Regions from separate parts of the Macaca mulatta genome. Here region 1 is linked to region 2. Evidence: chromatin contacts called from public Hi-C data. All regions are on one chromosome and are shown on one strand. The core of a region is the stretch at or near the end of the contact, and the rest is flanking DNA. Distances in the headings are between cores, read along the strand shown. Region 1 holds the start of H1-4 (H1.4 linker histone, cluster member). Region 2 holds the start of H2AC15 (H2A clustered histone 15).

What was found. A called contact is a pair of places that touch in the nucleus more often than the background predicts.
Region 1: a contact with region 2 is called in a Hi-C map of fetal cortex germinal zone, with 3 times the contacts expected there. The contact joins the promoter of H1-4 here to the promoter of H2AC15 in region 2. A contact is called at or near these places in 2 of 14 Hi-C or Micro-C datasets (fetal cortex germinal zone and liver).

What each region holds. Positions count from the first base shown.
Region 1 is chr4:156,952,830-156,957,075 of T2T-MMU8v2.0, reverse strand. It overlaps H1-4 (H1.4 linker histone, cluster member), which reads left to right and starts at 1,717. Exons shown (of 2, transcript XM_078000870.1): 1 at 1,717-3,863; 2 at 4,161-4,246. The coding sequence starts at 1,780. The coding sequence ends at 2,439. It overlaps H2BC5 (H2B clustered histone 5), which reads left to right and starts at 3,426. Exons shown (of 3, transcript XR_013416797.1): 1 at 3,426-3,863.
Region 2 is chr4:155,462,567-155,466,653 of T2T-MMU8v2.0, reverse strand. H2AC15 (H2A clustered histone 15) reads right to left here and starts at 2,406. Exons shown (of 1, transcript XM_015135765.3): 1 at 1-2,406. The coding sequence starts at 2,371. The coding sequence ends at 1,979. It overlaps H2BC15 (H2B clustered histone 15), which reads left to right and starts at 2,600. Exons shown (of 1, transcript XM_078000798.1): 1 at 2,600-3,075. The coding sequence starts at 2,695. The coding sequence ends at 3,075.

The sequences.
Region 1 (4,246 bases), core at 468-2,967, 1.5 Mb before region 2:
CACCAAAGGACATATTTACTTTTGCACTGCTGTGCAATAATTAAATTTTATTTATTTACACATGAAGATATTAAAAACATTGATAATTTACATCACTTTTATACCAAATTCAACATTAAACAGTATTGTGTTGACACATTTCACTCGTGTTATATCAAAATTCTATATTCTCTTTATTTCAGTAGCAGAATTTTTGTCTGGAGATTTTGGGCAATGAAATTAACATTTAAAGTGATATCCAACGCCATATTACAATCAGCCACGTCCACAGAACAGTATCATATCAACTTATAGCATTGGGCAAAATTTTATTTTGTTTCCATGATAAGTGGCTTGTAGTTCCACCCATACTGTTCCAGCCATACCGTTATTCAGAAATAATTCTTTTAGTTGGGCTTTCATTGCCAACCTACATACACTCTTCTTGGTTGGGCAACTACCTAAAGAGATTTACTCAGACATTGTTCAAAGGATGTTTTCAGAGGGCAATGATTTATAATAGCTTAGATAGACTCTCAAAGCTCTGCTTCTGAGATCGAAATTTGAACTTGTCATTTAATCACTACATGTCACTTATTTTTCTTTCTATTGCGCTCTGCGAAGCGTTGGGATACAGTCTTCAGGGGGATTGAAACCATACATGGTGAGTGGACTAGTCATTCCTCAACTATTCAGTAATAATAGCGGCTGGGCTTCTCTAATAATGGGAGTACATATGTTTCAATATACAGTTCTTATTTATTTTCCCTTATTATCAATGTTTGAATTCCAGCTCTAAGCTACTTTATTGCAATTTGGTTCTGAAGCATATGCCAAAAGCACTCAGCAAGGCTGCAGACAAATGCTTTAAAGAAAAGTGCACCTCCACTTCCAGTGACTTTATGAACATCACATTCGAAAATTAATCTTTTTTCAACTCTGTACCCTGAGTATATTTTGGACTTCCCTTCGTTCCCAAATACCCTGAATTCAAGGTATCTCAATCCATGGAGCAGTTGTCCAGAGAAGAGAGAAGCAACAGCCCCGCCCCCAACCCTTGGGAGCAGAAAGGGAAAGAATTATCCAAAGGAATTGTTTTAAAACTCAGATATAGCGGACAGATGTAAAACCACGGCTGCATAGATTGATGTCCCAGGGGTCCAAAACTTAATGTCAAATGAGGAATAATTTGTTTAGCATTAAACTAAACCAGTTTGATGAACTCAAATGCCCTCGGCTCAATAGGCAGGACTCTCCGAGGAGCCTGTGTTACTTCCCTCACTTAAGTGCAGATTTGTAATAAAAATCTTAATGCCAGTGGCATGCTTTTTGGATATATCAGAAGCTAACCACTTGGAGAATCATATTTGAGAGGTCAGAAAACTCCACAGTTAAAGATCGGTTTATAATTTACGAAGAAAATAGAAAGTTTTGTTTCTCTGAGTTGAAATTTGCCAAGCACGGCGGGAAATATTGCAAGTTTTTGGCACAAGGCTTTGTGCTTTCCTCATAATTTGAGATCTGCGTGAAGCCTGAGGGTTCGGGGATCATTATCTGAGAAAAACCGGGTAGTTCGGTGCAGACAATTTTTATATTTTTGGCTTTTTTTGAGGTGTAACAAACACAACTCGGGATCCGAGAGGACACTCTGCGGCTGCCAGCGAGGCGGGCTGGACAGCGCACCAATCACGGCGCAGCTCCGCCCTATATAAACGGGCGGGCGCAGCGCCGCGGCCCGAGTCCCGGCCAGTGCCTCTGCTTCCGGCTCGAATTGCTCTCTCTCTCACGCCTGCCTTCAACATGTCCGAGACTGCGCCTGCCGCGCCCGCTGCTCCGGCCCCAGCCGAGAAAACACCCGTGAAGAAGAAGGCTCGCAAGTCCGCAGGTGCGGCTAAGCGCAAAGCGTCTGGGCCCCCCGTGTCCGAGCTCATTACTAAGGCTGTTGCCGCCTCCAAGGAGCGCAGCGGTGTATCTTTGGCCGCTCTCAAGAAAGCGCTGGCAGCCGCTGGCTATGACGTGGAGAAGAACAACAGCCGCATCAAGCTGGGTCTCAAGAGCCTGGTGAGCAAGGGCACTCTGGTGCAGACCAAGGGCACCGGCGCATCGGGTTCTTTCAAACTCAACAAGAAGGCGGCCTCCGGGGAAGCCAAGCCTAAAGCTAAAAAGGCAGGCGCGGCCAAAGCCAAGAAGCCTACAGGAGCGGCGAAGAAGCCCAAGAAGGCGACGGGGGCAGCCACCCCTAAGAAGAGCGCCAAGAAGACCCCAAAGAAGGCGAAGAAGCCGGCTGCGGCTGCTGGAGCCAAAAAAGCGAAAAGCCCGAAAAAGGCTAAAGCAGCCAAGCCAAAAAAAGCGCCCAAGAGCCCAGCGAAGGCCAAAGCAGTGAAACCCAAGGCGGCTAAACCAAAGACCGCCAAGCCCAAGGCAGCCAAGCCAAAGAAGGCGGCAGCCAAGAAAAAGTAGGAAGTTCCTTTGGCCAACTGCTTAGAAGCTCAACACAACCCAAAGGCTCTTTTCAGAGCCACCCACCGCTTTCAGTAAAAGAGCTGTTACACTATCAGGGGGTGTGGCCGGGAAAACGCCGCTATTGAGGGGCGGGTCTCCCGGGAACAAAGTCGGGAGAGAGGAGCCGTTTTTGGCCAGGGGGTCATTTCGCGTTCCGTCGGCCAAGCAGGAGTGCAGCCGCGTCATTGAGCTTTTATTGCGTTTTCGAATACTGGAGTTAAAACCCATTTCGACCTCCGTAGTACTTAACACTTAGCGAGATCTGGCCTGCAAATAGCATGGGAAAAAAAGTCGGGATTTTCGCGGGCTTCTAGGCTGGGACGTATGAGTTCCGAATAGAGAACACTCAATTTCCGTGCTGGCTCCCTACAGACTATGGCAAGCAATGAAGGAGTGCAGAGGAGTACGTCTCGACACAGGTGGCATAGTACACTATTTCAACCACTGCCACAACTAAAAATTAGAAATTGACACTGCAGAAAATACTTGGTCCTTAAATGTAGCATTTGCATAGATGACTTCCCAAACGCAAAACTGCCAGACTTCCAGGGATATCCCAATTACCATGACTTCTGTATGCAACGAGTCCTATAATTTGTTAGAGGAAGAAAAGAGAACGTGAGCTCTCCTAAAGTATCTTTCAGTATACGTTCTGACACCACAACGCTAATAAAAAGTGTGATCTCAAAAACAACTGCTCCAAGAGAAGTGCACAGCTGACTTGTCTAAAGACGACTATTTATAGTAGCCTCGGGTAGTCTGGTCTGGGCTTTCTGATTGGGTAAAAGTAAAGTAATGAAATAGCCAATGAAAAGGTAGACTTTTAAGTGTCGTTTACATTGGCATTTGTGACGACACACAAAAATTAATCCAATCATAAACGAAATCTGATTAACCTCATTTGAATACCGCATCTATAAATGAACGGGGCATCGGTGGGAGTGATTATTTTCTCAGGTGTTTGCGACAGTGTTGTAATTATTAACGTTGCTATGCCTGAGCCTACCAAGTCTGCTCCTGCCCCAAAGAAGGGCTCCAAGAAGGCGGTGACTAAGGCGCAGAAGAAGGACGGGAAGAAGCGCAAGCGCAGCCGCAAAGAGAGCTATTCCGTGTATGTGTACAAGGTGCTGAAGCAGGTCCACCCCGACACCGGCATCTCTTCCAAGGCTATGGGGATCATGAATTCCTTCGTCAACGACATCTTCGAGCGCATCGCCGGCGAGGCTTCCCGCCTGGCGCACTACAACAAGCGCTCGACCATCACTTCCAGGGAGATCCAGACGGCCGTGCGCCTGCTGCTTCCGGGGGAGCTGGCCAAGCACGCCGTGTCGGAGGGCACCAAGGCCGTCACCAAGTACACCAGTTCCAAGTAACTTTGCCAAGTAAGCATCTTTACACCTAATCCCAAAGGCTCTTTTAAGAGCCACGCATGTTTTCAGTAAATGAGTTGTAATTTCATTCAAAAGGGGGATTATTGGATTTCTCAGCACCATACTACCAATCTTTAATGTTATGTTAGTACTGCAGAGGAAATACTTGGAAATTATAGGTAGTAACAATAGGTACCAGAAGTTGAGTGCTATGGGCACATACTAGATCATTAGCTCATTTAGTGTCAGATAACACTAACATAAACTGAAAGTACTGTAAGTGTACAGCTCTTTCGTTTCCGTGTGCAGATTTCCAAGTTGATCGTGATGTTGATCTGGGACTTCGTGTGGTGACGGCCCACCCTGAACACAAAAGAGCACCCTTTTGCAACTTC
Region 2 (4,087 bases), core at 1,157-3,656:
AATAATCGTAACTTTTTTTAAAAAAGTAATATTTATGACAGTTGTGTTTGCTGTTTTATTCCAAGAAATATTAGTTGTATGCGATTGCAATTAAGACAAATCTAGTAAATAAAAATGTGTGCAGAGACTCAAAAATTAATGTATTTCAATGGACTAGAGATCCTGTAGAAATTCGTTTTCATTAACATGTCTTTATGAGGAACACAGTAGCTTATATAAGTTTAGGTGGAGAGGAATAGAAGGCCCTCTCTAGCTAGGAGGACTGGTGATCTGAGGAGGAAGGGAGTGATCTTGATGAGAGAAAGGAAGCAGGAAAAACTGACAGGAACAGGGCTATATGATTATGATATAATAAAAAACCTGACTTACAATGTCCATCATTCATACTGTTTTTAAGTAACACGTTCTAACGTAATCTCACACCCTAACCCCAACCCTTTCCCATCATTTACATAAACAGTCCATTATGACATGTATTCTTTGCCCAAGTCAACTTGAAGCTCCTTTTGGATATAGACGTTATGTATCTGGATTAATATTGTATTCCCATTTAGGAGGGTGCCTGGCACACCATAGGTGCTGGGAAAGATTCAATTGAACTGGAATAGGTAGGCCAAACGCACGTGGGGTCCTAAATTCTGCAGAAGGGTCAGATACCCAAATTCTGCTTCCATGGTCTTATGAAGTATAAACTAAAAGCCCAAGCAAGGAGCAAAGGTTAGTTTACCAATTTTCTCTCTGGAACCCAGGTACACTGAAAACTATTATTTAGCTAGCTTTCAGTCCTCTGTAATACAGAAAGTAAGTATCTGACACTAGGTTCATTTGAAACACTCTTGCTCTGTCACACAAGCTGGACTGCAGTGGTGCAATCATAGCTCATTGCACCCTCGAACTCCTGGGCTCAAGTGATCCTTCTGGTCTCAGCCTCCCGAGTAGCTAGGACTACAGGCTATGAGACACCAGGCACAGTCAGTTATTCTACTTTTGTAAAGATCAGGCTGACTTCGGACACCAAGGCTCTAGCCGTCCTTCCGCCTCGGCTTCCCAAAGTGGTTGTGTTACCGGATGGTGCCAAGCAGTTCCAGGCTCTTGGTGCCAGGAGCAAACTAGTCGACACACACTCAGATAGCAAAGCAAAGCAGCAAAAGTTTATTAAGCAGAGTATTACACTCTCGGCGTGGGAGAGCGCATTGACCTCTGCGAGATGAGATCAGCATCAGCTTGTTGCAGTTTAAGTCTTTTTATGTGTGTGCGTGTGTTTTTCTCTTCCCAGTGCCGCCTAATCTATAGCCAGTATCTGCCCTTTTATTGATAGGTTTGTTGCTTAGTTACTTTGGCCTCTGTGGCTTGTGCATCACCTCTATCTCATAATCTTAAATACATGCAAGATATGCAGCCCATATGCATGAACCTTAAGTAGCTGATTATCATATGGGCTTTTGTTAAGGATACTTTTTCCTTCCTAATACGCATGCCCATCTCTGAAGAGCTGCCTTTTACTGGTTTGTTCCAGATCTTGCCGGCCACGAGGTCCTTGCTCACATTATCTCACCTTTGTTTCGGCTGCAAAAGGTTCACTGCTTGTTATCTCGCTTCTTGTTCACCCGCCCGTCCACCTTAGTTCTGCCCTTTGCTTTTACTTATTCAGCCCTCTAACCAACTTCCAGCTCCCTTTGTTATTCTCTTGCCCCACTTTTCCTATTGTTTTCAGCTGTATTGCGGGCGCGAGCTGCCGCGCCTAAATTTCTTGATGTGCAGCGAATATTTCAATGTCTACTTTCTATCTCAAAACAATGTGGTGTAAAAGCCCTTTGGTTTTGCTTCATCTCTATACAGCATTTCAGTGCCATTGCAAGATGACTCGACATCGGATAAAACTGTGGAACACAGCTCTACTTGGTGAAAAAGTAGGTGGCTCTGAAAAGAACCTTTTTGGTTTGGACCGAGGTATGAGTAATGCACTACTCCAGACCCACTACTTGCCCTTGGCCTTGTGGTGGCTCTCAGTTTTCTTAGGCAGCAGCACGGCCTGGATGTTGGGCAGAACACCACCCTGGGCGATGGTCACTTTACCAAGCAGCTTGTTGAGCTCCTCGTCGTTGCGGATGGCCAGCTGCAGGTGGCGCGGGATGATGCGGGTCTTCTTGTTGTCTCGGGCCGCGTTCCCAGCCAGCTCCAGGATCTCGGCGGTCAGGTACTCCAGCACCGCCGCCAGGTACACAGGCGCGCCGGCACCTACCCGCTCGGCATAGTTGCCCTTGCGGAGCAGTCGGTGCACTCGGCCCACGGGGAACTGAAGACCCGCCCTAGAAGAGCGGGTCTTAGCTTTGGCGCGAGCTTTGCCGCCCTGCTTGCCACGTCCCGACATGACAAATACACTCAATCAGCAGCGTGCCTGAGACTGATGCAACACTAAGGCTCGGCTACTTATAGTCAATACAGGCACGAAAACTAAGCTATGCTATTGGCTAACATTACAGTTTCGCTTTAACCAATGGGATTGCGGTTTTGAAAAACACTTATTTTGATTGGACAAAGTTAATATACGTTTCCAGGACTCACCACTAGTTAAACGCACACCTTCATTGTCTGCTCCATTTGCGTTAAGAAGCAGGGAATAAGCGGTAGTTAGACAGTGCTACCGACTTCCTTCCCTTTTTTTCTCTAATTTTCCGGCAGTTACTACCAGCCATGCCTGAACCCTCAAAGTCTGCTCCCGCCCCAAAGAAAGGCTCCAAGAAGGCGGTGACAAAAGCCCAGAAGAAGGACGGCAAGAAGCGCAAGCGCAGCCGCAAGGAGAGCTACTCCGTGTACGTGTACAAGGTTCTGAAGCAGGTCCACCCCGACACCGGCATCTCGTCCAAGGCCATGGGAATCATGAATTCCTTCGTCAATGACATCTTCGAGCGCATCGCGGGTGAGGCTTCCCGCCTGGCGCATTACAACAAGCGCTCGACCATCACCTCCAGGGAGATCCAGACGGCTGTGCGCCTGCTGCTCCCCGGGGAGCTGGCCAAGCACGCGGTATCGGAGGGCACCAAGGCCGTCACCAAGTACACCAGCTCCAAGTGAGCCCGCCCACCGCGGAACGTTCGGTCAGTCTCGGCCCACACCCCAAAGGCTCTTTTCAGAGCCACTCAGTCTTCCCAAAGAGAGCTGGCACTCACTTTTCTTACAGCAGATATTTGTTACTCGTTACAAAGAAGATTTACAAGATTCCTTACTTTATCCTTGTTAGAAACTAATTTTGGCTCAAGCCTCTAATCCCAGCACTCTGGGGAGCCGAGGCGGGTGGATCACGTGAGGTTAGGAGTTCAAGACGAGCCTGGCCAACATGGTGAAACCCCGTCTCTACTAAAAATACAAAAAAATTAGCTGGGCGTGGTGGCGGACGCCTGTAATCTCAGCTACTCGGGAAGCTGAGGCAGGAGAATCGCTTGAACCCGGGAGACTGAGGTTGCAGTGAGCCGAGATCGGGCCATTGCACTCCAGCCTGGGCAATAAGAGCGAAACTCTGTCTCAAAAAAGAAAGAAAAAATTAATTAGCACTGCAGTGTACTGCATGTTGCAGCAACGCTTGAGACAATTTTTTATCTGAAGAAGGATCAGGTTTATCATCAGACAAACCTAGTAAAGGGAAAATTCAATTCCTGTTGACCACAAATAAAATACAATATTTAAGTGTCAACTGGTAAAATATCCATAGTGTTTCCGGCGCTCTGTCCCTAAACTTCATGTGTACTTTAGTAATGAAGCAGTTGGCACACACAGAAACGTACAAATCGACTTAAACTTGTTTGTTTTGAGAGTGGTGCTGTTTCTCCTCCCTTGTTCCCAGTTTGAGTTTGCTAAATATTGAGATAGGCAGCAGAAAAAAGTTTGAACCCAGTTTACAGCATAGTACACGTCAATCGGGCCGAGTTGATGTCGATGGCCAATCCCGACGCTGCGCGGGCAGTTTGAAACTTGACCACCGTTTTCTCTGGTGAGTGTTCTAATTGGGAAAATTCTTGGCAGTGCGGGTTTTTTGGAGGACTCTTGCCGTTTTACTCATTCCCATATTTCTCTTGTGTGGATCCTGTTT